Linked DNA regions of Zea mays: region 1 is linked to region 2. The links are chromatin contacts, called in public Hi-C maps. All regions are on one chromosome and are shown on one strand. Each heading gives the region's core, a stretch centred on a gene start, on an enhancer-like site or on the middle of the called end of the contact. The rest is flanking DNA. Distances are from core to core; before and after follow the strand shown. Region 1 has its middle 15 kb from the start of LOC103638202. Region 2 holds the start of LOC103638205 (Helicase protein MOM1).

The links. A called contact is a pair of places that touch in the nucleus more often than the background predicts.
Region 1: a Hi-C map of leaf shows a contact between it and region 2, with 4 times the contacts expected there. The contact joins the enhancer-like site here to the promoter of LOC103638205 in region 2. A contact is called at or near these places in 2 of 25 Hi-C or Micro-C datasets (ear and leaf).

The regions. Positions count from the first base shown.
Region 1 is chr9:31,934,892-31,940,403 of Zm-B73-REFERENCE-NAM-5.0, forward strand. No RefSeq gene overlaps it. Among protein-coding and RNA genes, the nearest start is that of LOC103638202, 15 kb to the right of the region's middle. Within about 2 kb of position 2,585, at least 11 of the 20 cell types and tissues checked have an H3K27ac peak or open chromatin away from gene starts, as enhancers often do. A contact at or near this core is called in ear and leaf, where this site is marked.
Region 2 is chr9:32,127,641-32,134,052 of Zm-B73-REFERENCE-NAM-5.0, forward strand. LOC103638205 (Helicase protein MOM1) reads left to right here and starts at 3,205. Exons shown (of 21, transcript XM_008661197.4): 1 at 3,205-3,580; 2 at 3,690-4,346; 3 at 4,797-5,032; 4 at 5,498-5,589; 5 at 5,705-5,762; 6 at 5,881-6,029. The coding sequence starts at 3,845.

The DNA.
Region 1 (5,512 bases), core at 1,335-3,834, 190 kb before region 2:
AGCACAGATACACCACCGTCCAGCCTCTTGCCACGGAGGGTACACGCTACTCTCGTCATCTCTCCACTCCCATTGCATGTTATCTTATTCTGGTATTAGTCTGCCTGAGGCAAAGCTTACCCATGACGAGGCATGTAACCGGTTAAAAGGTCCTCGATAGAACATCACCTGTTCCTAGCCCAAGTCCCGATTTAAGTACTTCCATCCTTAGGATTGTTTGTGTTTCTTAGGATGAAAAGAGCATTATATGGAACTTTGCAGTAAGATCCCACCACGCTCCCAATGAAAATATTCTTGCAGGTAGAAGTCATCCTTCCTCACGATAACCCCAGAGCTAGGCCTTAATGCAAAAGACAACGTCTATCCACAAGGTCTAAGCAGGGATAAGCATTTTTGTAAATCATATTTTGATACTTCATTAGAAGTATCTATAAAGGTATGGATATCAAGGTAGGCAATGCATCAAAGGGTTTCCAAGCAACGCCTAGAAACCTAATGCACATTTCGCTAGACTTAAAGTGTGTAAAAATTATTTAAAAACACAAGGAATGGGTTGCAAGCACGGGGGCTTGCCTGGGATAAACACTACGTTAGTGTTTGTTAGACGTCGATCACTTGACGACCATCCTTTGTTCTGATACTTGTTTTGTCTGTCCATCTTCAGTTTCGTTCATCAGCACCATCTTGTGGTCGACTCAGTTCTGGTTCTCCGCATTACGTGGTTAATTCACGTACCTGAATGAAATGCATTATGCACATAAATGCATATAGACAGGAATAGCACAGATCTAAATAGTGCTACACCGACAAGAATTAAACACTTAGTGATAAAGCGTCGTACTATTTTCATACGAAAACACTAGTTATCGACGTACGACTAAGCGCAATAATTACGCTTCTCTAGACTAAACGAACCTAACACAAACATTACGAGCAACAAACTATACACCTTTAATATACTTAGCCTAAACACAACTTATCAGCTAATTAATTGAATTCTAAACTTATCACTCGCTTTATAAATTATACCCCATCGCTCACAAAGAAATATTTAATTTTATTTCACACCTCATATATTTTACATGTTAACAATTAATCAAACATTTCAGGTTTGATTACCAAAATATCCTACCAAATCAACAATGACAGCCTTATCGGATAATCGTTTGGATTACTAAATCAATTCTTCATGCTATTAATTCTCCTCACTTCTCATCAAAGAGCCAATTTAAACCTATTCGACATATGCACCCACTACATACTACCTGCGATGCATTTTAATAATCATTTAATATAACCACGACCGTATTTATCAGCTATATGAGCGAGACACTAGACTAATTATTCAATTAACCACTCCTCACACAATAATCATTTTAAACTTTGAGTTTCGCGTGACACGACCACTTCATACGTATGTGCAGACTCAATTGATGCATGAAGCGAGGCATCACGACATACATCTAATACCTCGACAACGCACCCATGCTAAGAATAAAACACTCTTTACGGACAACTAATTCAATCAATCCATTCATCAGATCAGTTAATAAAAATAGCAAATCAGCTTACCGTTCCAACAGCTGTTCCAACAGCTGACACGAATCCGCGAGATCGGTAATGATTTTCTGATTCAAACAATTTGTCGAGCGCTTGGCAGGTGCCACACGAACTTCACGCGGCTAACTTCGTCTTCGCCCGATTCTTGTGATTTCTTGATGACACACGGAACGACGATAAGATCGAGTCTGGAGCGAGCTGGCGAGGTGTGGGTCGAGCAGGGGATGACAGGTTCGATGACTCGACGGTAAACGCGAACATGCCGAAACCCGATGCATGAGGAGCGAGCGCACAAGGGCAAGCAGCACGAATTGAAACGTGGAGAAATTGCCCACTACGAAACAAACTGAGCAAGGAGCGCTCGTGAACTTTATGGTGGAATCGGCGGTAGCCGATGCCAGAGCGCACGGCAAGGAAGCTTCACAATTTGACGAGACCGTGGCCGAGCGAATTTTATGGCGCGGACTAGAGAAGGACTCGGCGAGCAGAGGGGCGAGCAGGACGCGAGCTACGCGCAGGCACGCGCGCAGGGGACATCGGCTGGGCGCGCGGCCGACTAGAGGGAGCCGGCGCGGCCATGCGAGCAGGGTGGAGGGAGCAGAGGCGCTCGCATGGGAGAGGGAGAGCCTGGCGAGCTGCGCGCAGGAGACTCCGAGCAGAGGTAGCAGCGACACCGTGGATGGGAAGAGCAGAGCACCGGCCAACAGAGAACCGAGAGGGAGAGGAAGGAGCTGGAGGGAGTGCCGCGTAGGGAGATGGAGCTCGAAGCCGAGCTCGAGGACGCGGCTGCCATGGGCGGGTGCTCCATGGAGGAGAAGCAGGGGAAGGGGCGAGCATAGGGAGATGGACGCCATGGGAGGGAAGGTAGAGCGTGCAGTAACATGGGAAGGAAGAGTAGCGCGCGCACAAGGAGCTTGGGACCGAGCAGAAGGACATGCGCAGGGAGGAAGACGCGTCATGGCTGAGGGAGCTCAGGGGGAGGGAAGCCGCGGCGCTGCAGAGAAAAAGGAGACTGGAGGCGGCGGCGAGATTTTTACACGAGCAGGCCAGGCACGCACGGCAGAGGATAGAGCTGAGAAAAAAGATATCTAGGCCCATGGGCGGTGGAAAAAAATCAGGGAGAATGGCTGCAGAGGATAGGAAAGAGCGATGATATTTTTCTCTCTTTTTTATTTCTTTCTCTCTTTTTATAATAGAAAATCACAGATATTTTTGGATCGAGGTTTTTAGCGATAACAAAAGGGTCGACGGTACTTGCGAAACAGTTTGATTCGATTCGAAATCTGATAAATTTACCTGTGGTCTGAACATCTGATTCCATGGTTACGGGCAATTTGTGTGATAATCGGATCTTAATTATAATTCCTTGATTATCGACCTCGCGCACGATTTCTTTCAGACACTGCGCGATTCAAATTATTTTACCCTGAACATTTTAGTCGTCGAGTTCAAACTAATTTACCTGGGATAAAATCGTAGGAGTAGGTAAAGCTTCCGAATTCGTATTCACGCGAGCGATGTATGTTAAATAATCACCGGGTGTACCGATTTTCGGAACGACTATGTTCCGAATAACATGAAAATTTAGGAAGAGCCCGGATAAATAAAAAACGATGTCAAACTCGCGACAGACAAAATAGATTAAGACGGAGAGACTGTTATTTAGCTCCGTCTAATTTTTACGATCCTCACCAGTGATCGATCATTTGATCTGACGCCAACGATCACATGCTGAGAGGAACGATTCACTTAATCAGCTGGCGCATCATTCTGTTCAGACAGCGTGGGCTCCAAATTGTTCATAAAATCAGAAGTCTTCCGATTTTCGTATTCACTTACGCACGTGATTCGAGCAGTTCAAAATTCGCCAGCGACGAAGATTCAATAATCCAAAAGCTTCATGAACCCTTTTTAGCTGTTTAGATCACCGAAATGAAAACGGCACCAAACTCGTTAGATTTTAATTAGGCACAGGACTCGCAAATTTTTGGAACAATTACGTTCCGAATTTCACGAAGACTTAGGAAGAGTCTAAATAGACAGAAACAGATGCGATATTAAAATCGCGATAGGCGAAGATGATTAAAAGTTAGCATCTGTTTTATCCACTGATATTACGTGCTTAAATCCATACTCGTTGTCGAGCAGAATATAAACACCAGGGGTGTTACAGCCCTCCCCCCATTAAAAGAATCCCGTCCTGAGATTCGGAGCGAAAGACCTTTAAGAGTAGATAAGCATGTAACACATGTCCATATCAGTGATAATCATGAGACATTTCCAAGCAAAGGCAAATGTCTCAGGAGGTGATTTCTCTAGTGGACATAACATGTATTGCCTTAGGCTAATTTAGAGATGTCCATCAATAGAGACGATGTCTGCCAGAGGAACACATAAGGTTCCATGTGTGCAGTTTGCTTTTTCTGATGACACTGTACTATCTGAGTCTGTTGAGCGAGTGGCAATTACGCGATTTTACCCAAACAGAATCAGATGCAACCTCTTGGGTAAAACACACAAAAGGATGTTTTACCAACAAGTGGTCATTTGAGGAATTCAACTTCCAGGAAGATAATAAAAATTCAAGGAACGCATTAGTGAAGATGATCAACAAATGTTGACTTCACAATCAATCCGCTTTATCGAGCACTAAGCATGACTTAACCTGATCATTCATGTTGGAAAAGCACACGTGAGGCGATCGAGGCATGACTAGGGCGATGATTAGGTGGTTATCAGTCGATTTTAACTTGATCTTTGTAAGAACTTTCTTAGGATGGGTTGAACCAAAGTGAGTTTAGATAACTCGATAAAACGATCTCTAGACTCAACCTTCGTTCATTGGGCAGTTACAAGTTAGTAAAACCAACTTGTTGAACTGCCATTAACACATAGTAAGTCTTCTCACTATCCATCGCAATCCAATGGTCGAGAGCTCACTCCCGGTAACAAGGGTTCATGCACTTGAGTAGAAATCCATTCGGTCATGTTGTTCATCTTTTTCTTCATGCGAGATGAACTGACTTGGTTAGGGAGTACATGGATTAAATAAAGGAGCGAATGAACAAACTCCTGCATCTCAGCAGCAGGGAAAACCAATCTCCATTTTGAGAGCTAATCAGCTGTCTCTCAACACTAAAAAGCTTCACGGCTTCACGTTTACACAAAGGACGTAAAGGGAACTTGTATAAGTAGTCACTACTAAGAGCAAAAGAAAAGGGGCTGCACATGAAAGTGGTATGCCCTTTTGATCCAATAGAGATGATAGATGTTGCTTGATCACTTGACAAACAACATAGAAATGGTTTCAAGGGAAGGTCAATGGAAGATAACACATCAGTGTAGTTCCATAATGGATCATGGCTAGAGACTTTGATACCAGCATGCGCCAAGCAGCATAACCTTGCGTGTACATTCACAAGGGGCTCTCAGTTTCATTGCGGTACCATAAGTCCTTAATCATGACACCATTACCAAACTGGCACCAATAATGAATCTCACATGGTAGGAACAATTTGTGCAGAGATAACATATCGATATAATCTCATAATGGATTATGACTACTAACTGTGATACCAGCGCGTGCCAAGTAGCATAACCATGTGTGTACATTCACAGGAGGCCCTCGGTTTCGTCACGGCACCATAGGTTTTAGTCATAACACCATTACTAGACGTAACCAATAAGAAATCTCGTGTGACACCAATGGATTGGGCAAGGGTGACAATATACAAAGAGACTCTACCTGTCAAAACGGTTACAAGTAGAGAGCCAAATAGATCATGGCCCGATGAAATGAACAAGGCATGGCCATAACCTAAATGTGATGAAAGGAGTACGATGGGGACTGTTATTTCAGCCCAAGCATATTTCTATGCCCATCACAGAGATCACAAGGTCAAGGATTAGTATCTGATTAGATACGCAGAGAAAACAATCATAAGATTAAGTT
Region 2 (6,412 bases), core at 1,955-4,454:
ATCAATTACCAAAAAGGGAGAGATTGTGAATCATCTAGGCCCTTAGTGATGTTTTGGTAATTAATGACAACCATATATGGACTAACGATTCTTGGAGAAATAAGAATGTAGGTTGAACCATAGGGAAAAGGGCTTTATCGAAAGTCTTGGAGACTTAAAGCATTGGTTGTGGATCAGGTGAAGGCAAATGTATAACATATGTTTTATTTTTGCCGGTCAATGGGTGTTTAGAGAAGAAATTGACCGGATCAGTAGGCTAGATAGCCGAACTATCAAGAGTGGTCAATGACACTTGTCCGTGTAAAGCTTAGTGCCTCATAAAGCATCTAGTCTTTGCATTTGTATGAGGACTAACAACGTTTCCGATTTTGAGAGTTAAAATCTTTTCAAAAGTATATTTGGAAGGTTGGTATGTTCAGTGGTCGGCGGACCGTCCGGGCCAGGAGGCCAGACCGTCCGCGACTCACTCAGTGGACCAACAGAAGTGGTCTCTCTCAGGGTGTTTTTAACTTTTGTACTACAGTCCGTTCGGGCCTCAGGGACGGATCATCTGCGGTCATAACCAGAGAAGTTGCAAGTTTGCACAAGTCCCTGTGTGCCTGTGCGGATAGTCTGGCCAGGGTCAGCGGATTGTCCGCAAGTGCAAAAATGGAATTGGGCAGGGACTGTGTGTTTTTTAAGGTTTGTGCTACGGACTGTCCGGAGTTTCAGCCCGAACAGTACTAACTCCCAAGTGGCGGACCATCCGGCCTTGGAGAGCGGACAATCCGCTTGTGTAGATATCGTTTGAACAAAGAGCTCGGGTGGTTCTTGTTGCTAGGTCTCAGACAGTCCAGGTGTGGGCTGTGGACTATTTAGACCTACCTTTTTCTGACAGCTCTGACATGGTTCAAAAGGCATTTATAGACGTTACAGGTACGGTGGACCGTTCGCCCTAAGGGCGAGGACTATCGTGTGCGCAAAAAGTGTGCTATTTGCACGGTTAGAAATGTTTGGGGCATATAAATAGAAAGGGTTCTCGTGTGTGAGTGTTCTCTTGGCCATTCCTAGCACATATTGGGCATATTTGTGATCCTCCAACTTACTCTCTCACACTCTTTGCTTGAGATTGTATTCTAGTGGGAGATTGAGTGTTTCTAGTGCATTTGCATCAATTGGTGATCCTTGAGGCACTATGTGGTACACCGAACAAGCATCATCGACTTGTTACTCTTGGAGATTACCGCCTCCTAGACAACTTGGTAGTGTCTCCGTCGAGCTCTCCGTGAAGATTGTACATGAGTCGCGGTGGTGATTGTGAGGGCTCCACGCCTATCTCGCCGGAGCGGCAAAGGCGACACTAGTGAACCGAGGTATTGAGTGATTCCTTATTTCCTTGGCTCAAAGATCAAGCCATGTCTTGATAGAGGAGTAAGTGAGAACTTGGAGTCCACCTCAACGTGGATTAGGGGTGATTGACAAATCACTGATACCACGAGAAAATTTTCGATGTCTCTTTCTTCTTCTTATTTGTTTAAATTGCAAGGACCTAGTGATTATCATTCATTTTTAACTTTGATATCGTTAGTTTCCCATTAGTTGCATCCTTCTACTAGCTAGAGAATTTATATCTTTTGTCGTATTGATTAAATTTCTCTAGTGTCTTTGATTTTAGTCAACCGTCTATTCACCCCATCTAGCCAGTGTCCTAGATCCTACAAAGTGAACCATATATTGATTGCAAATGGGTAACAATTGTACATTACAACTATAAGGTAGATTGCAAAGGTCCTATAGCCAATAGTTGGCTATACTATTAAACTTGCTCTAAATGGATACACAGTGCCACTGGAAGGGTGTACGGAAACAGTCGCATGTTCATTGGCAATTATTAAACTTGCTCTAAATGGATACACCGGCCTGTTGGAAGGGTGTACGGAAACGGTCGCGTGTTCGTTGGTAATCTATCGGACGACTACGAATTCAAGGGCTACGTGGCGCTATAATAGCTAGTAATTAGCATAACATAGGTTGGTTAGCCTCTGAGCCCTGGCTCCAACAGGACAACTAAAGGACATCCAAAGCTAAACTAGATGTTATATAGGTACGGTAGTGTTTATCCAACAGGACAGGTAAAAAGAACAATCATTTTGGATGAGGTGAGAAAGGAAAGCTAAAATGAATGGTATAGAAAGGGGGCAACCATTTTAATATGTGTCTCAATGACAGAGTAACTCCACCATTCACCACCGACCCGATACTAGATGGTAAAATGATTTTTTGTTGAATACACTAAATTTATATGACTAGCTAAACTACCTGTAACAACCATAACAATTTAATGTATGCACTCAGTTTTTAAGAAACTAGTTTATAAAAATTGAACTGGTTCTAAATAAACTAGTTTATATCTTAGTTTATAGAAACTGGATTCCCCGTTTCTTAAAAACTAAGAAGTTAGCCTATTCTAGATAAAAAATAAAAACTGGTTTAATTTTCAAACATGACTATAACAAGCAAAATACATGAATGGCTAAAATGACTTCGTGTTGGAGTCAGGCCATATTTGGTTTCTTTAGTCTAGGGACTAAAGTTTAGTTAGAGGACTAAAGTTTAGTCCCTAACATGTTTGGTTTTAGAGGCTAAAAATAGTAAGAATATACTAAATGACTCATAAGAAGACTAAAATGACCTTTAACATTCTCCTGCTATTAGTACAATTGAACTAAATGAGGGGTAAATGTGGAATTAATATGGTTTAGTCCTTTTTAGCACATATGTGAAGGACTAAGGCCATGTTTGGTTTCTTTAGTCTAGGGACTAAAGTTTAGTCTCTAACATGTTTGGTTCTAGGGGCTAAAAATAGTAAAAATATACTAAATGACTCATAAGAAGACTAAAATGACCTTTAACATTCTCCTGCTATTAGTACAATTGAACTAAACAAAGGGTAAATGTGGAATTAATATGGTTTAGTCCCTTTTAGCACATATGTGAAGGACTAAAGACTAAATCATTTTAGTTCATATTTTAATCCTAGTGTTTGACTAAAAAGGGACTAAATGAGACTAAAAACTAGAGACTAATCTTTAGTCCCTCTAACCAAACACCCCCTAAAGACTAAATCATTTTAGTCTATATTTTAGTCCTAGTGTTTAACTAAAAAAGACTAAATAGGACTAAAAACTACAGACTAATCTTTAATCCCTCTAACCAACACCCATTGAGGGGACTAAAGATTAGGTACTAAAAGTTATTTTTAGACTGACTCCAGTCTGAGTGAGCGAAGAGCCACAGAGAGGAGAGAGCACACCATCCGATCACGCCTTTCTCCGTCTTCCTTTGGTCGGTGGGGTCGACTCCGCCTCCTCACCCGCAAAACCCCTCGTGTTCGCGAGACGATCAGACGAGGCGGTCAGGGAGGGGGAGGTAGAATAGGGTTTCGGCAGGGCCGTGCCGGGCCGCCTCCTGCTGACCTTCCTCCTCCAGCGCCGTGCAAGCACTCCCGTCCCTGCCAAGCCCTAGCTAGGGTAGCTGGTGCAGCGGATTCCAGGACCCACAAATCTCTTCTTCTCAACCCATTGCCGGTGGAGCGTGGCTGGTAAGTAATCCATGCTTCTCTTTCGTTTTCCTTCCGCTCCCCTGCTCTTCCTCAGACTACCCTGCTACTTACACAGATTTCTTTCTGACGACTGATCGCGCGCTCGCAGAGGTAGTGGCCTCGGGTTGTTGGGGTTCGGGCTCGCCGGCGATTTTGGGGGACGAGTTCGCTGCCGGTGCCGCGGGCGGGGGCGTGATTCGCACCTCGGAGGAACAAACGGTTGAACTGACCCAGGTGTTGATCTGCTGCTGCTACTACTGATCCATGGCTAATACCCGGTCAGGAGGAGGAGGAGATGCCCCTCCCCCCCCTTCTTCTCCTCCAGCTGCTGCTTCTGCAACTGCCACAAGGAAGCTTGCCGATGGAAGGGAGACCAGGAACACCGCAGCTGCCAGTGCTCACACACCAAACCTCAGGAGGTCCACTCGAGAAAACAAAGGAAAGCACAAATCTAGACTTGCTGACACACCACCCCTTCACAGATCTGCTAAAACGCCCACCAAGGATGCCACTGCAATTGCTACCCCCAAATCCACACCCTTGCCAAACAACCCCAAAGACTCAACAAAAAAGCCCTCCAGAGTTAGGAACACAAGTGTTTCACCTTCTCCTTCAAAACAAGAACCTAATGAAACCTCAACGCCCGCCTCCACCAAAAGAAAAACCCAAGATGATGCTCTGACTGCCTCTACACCGTCCAAGAAGCAGAAAAGGCTCCTGCATGCGAAGAGCTACATTGCACTCTTCAATATAGGAGAAGAATCTGGTACATGATGCCATGCCATTTCATTGAATTAATGGTTTTTTTGCACGATGGGTATTTTTTTGAAGTCTCGCTAATCCAGCTCATTACTTACTTTCTCTGTTGCAAACATTCCACTTGTCAGATTGCTTTAAAATGCTCAATATTATTACTTAAAAAGAACTGCACCCTTTTAGTCTTCTTTATTGTTGAGCGCAATGTCTTGAAGCATCCTTAGTGCGCTGAGCCTTCTAAAACCCAACCGATATCATAGTACTCCATGCATATCACTCTTGCTTAATCATCCTTCCATTGTCATAATGTCATTCCAAGAGGGCTTATAGCTTCTTAGCGATCAGATTTTGGCATAGCAATTTCAGGATGATGATTTCTACCACCTCTGTTCCCCTGGATGCTGATGCTTAGTTTTCATCCAAATACTAAAGACTGCTATCTGTAAATTTTGTAATGCAGTGCTTGCTACCCTCAGGGAGGATGAGGAAAAAGCTTCTGAGGTGCAACCGGAAGGAGATGGTGCTGTTTTGGTGCATGAAGAAAGTAATGCACCGGAACAACCCAACCAGGAAGCTTCAAATGTTGTTGCTAGTGAGGTCTTGGGAGGTCACTCTTCTGACTTGCATGAAATTGAGGTGATATTGGAGGGAGATGGATTGAAGATTGGATCCCATCAGTCTGATGTTGTTTTAGAGGTTGGAGCTGCCACCCCTTTTCTAAAATCTGAGATTCAAACAAGTCAGCTCTGTATTTATGCTGCTGATGGAATCAGTGCAGTAAGCAGCAGTTGGGTATATACTACCGACAAAATCAACGCGCTAAGCATTTTGGAAAGTAGTGATGTTGCCTTCTTTTATCCGTTATTGGTATTAACTCTTAAGTAGCGTGAAAGAATTACATACATCTCTAAGGAATACGCTCTTTGTTCAAACCTGCAAATGTTATACTGCTTCTGGTGCTACGTACCTTAATGGACGAAGTATCCGTCATGCACTTGTTTATCAGTTGCTTCTTATGTCCGCTAGCTTTTTATGACATCCTAGTAGGGTAACACCTCGGAATGTTATGTCTGATATATTTATAGAAGTCTTGGTTCTTTTCTGTTATTATCTGTTAATGCGTATTGGAGACTTGAAGCGATGTTGCAATTTTTTGTACAGCGTTGCATTCTTACTGAGACGCGCTCACTAAATAAGGCAGTGGAAAGCATCCCCATGTTGGAAACTGGAGAGCAAGCTACTGGTGGTTCAAAGTATTTCACTATCCGTTGCATATTATTTATGCCATTAGCTATATAGATTCTGTTTGATGTTGCTAAGCATGGATTTGGTATGTCAGCTGATTCTGTAGTCACTTCTGTATTGCAGCCAGAAACCTCTACTAGAATTGCCAAATAGCGCTTGCTCTACTGCTCATCATGAAGAGGTAATAATCAAATGAGGCTTCCATGATTTTCATGCAGCATATGCGTTTTTCATGTTTTATTTAGTGTGATATAAGTAACCATGTGCTTGCAGTTAATGTTTCTTTTATCCTCCTCCAGGCCAGCAAGTCGGTGGAAGATGGTAATTCTATTGGGATTCAAGGTGCATGCACTTCAAGGAATACTGAAGCTATCCAATGTGATGAAACATGGTATGATGACAACATTTGTGTTGTTTGCAGAAGTAGGGAAATCTCAGATATCCTGAAGTAAGTTACTCTGCAGTCTAATTAAGTTATCTCTTTTTGATGGGAACATATCTTGTGCTCAAAGGGGTACTGTGCTCATGTGCACATTTTAAATTTGGGACTTTCATCTTGAATCTAACAGCAGCACCACTTTTATGAAAATCCCCTCCCACCATGGGAGCGAGGTGAAAGGGTTTCTTTATAAAATTGCTGCTGCTGTGAGATGCAAGATGAATGTCCTAGATTTAAAATGTGCATGTGAGCACAGCAACTCTTTGAGCACCGGATACGTCGCCCTTTTTGATCCATGTTATTTTCTTAATACCGAAATCACACAAATATGAACCTATAGAATCGAAAGATGGAACATGATCATGCTAAAACTAAGCAGCTTCTGTGATAGA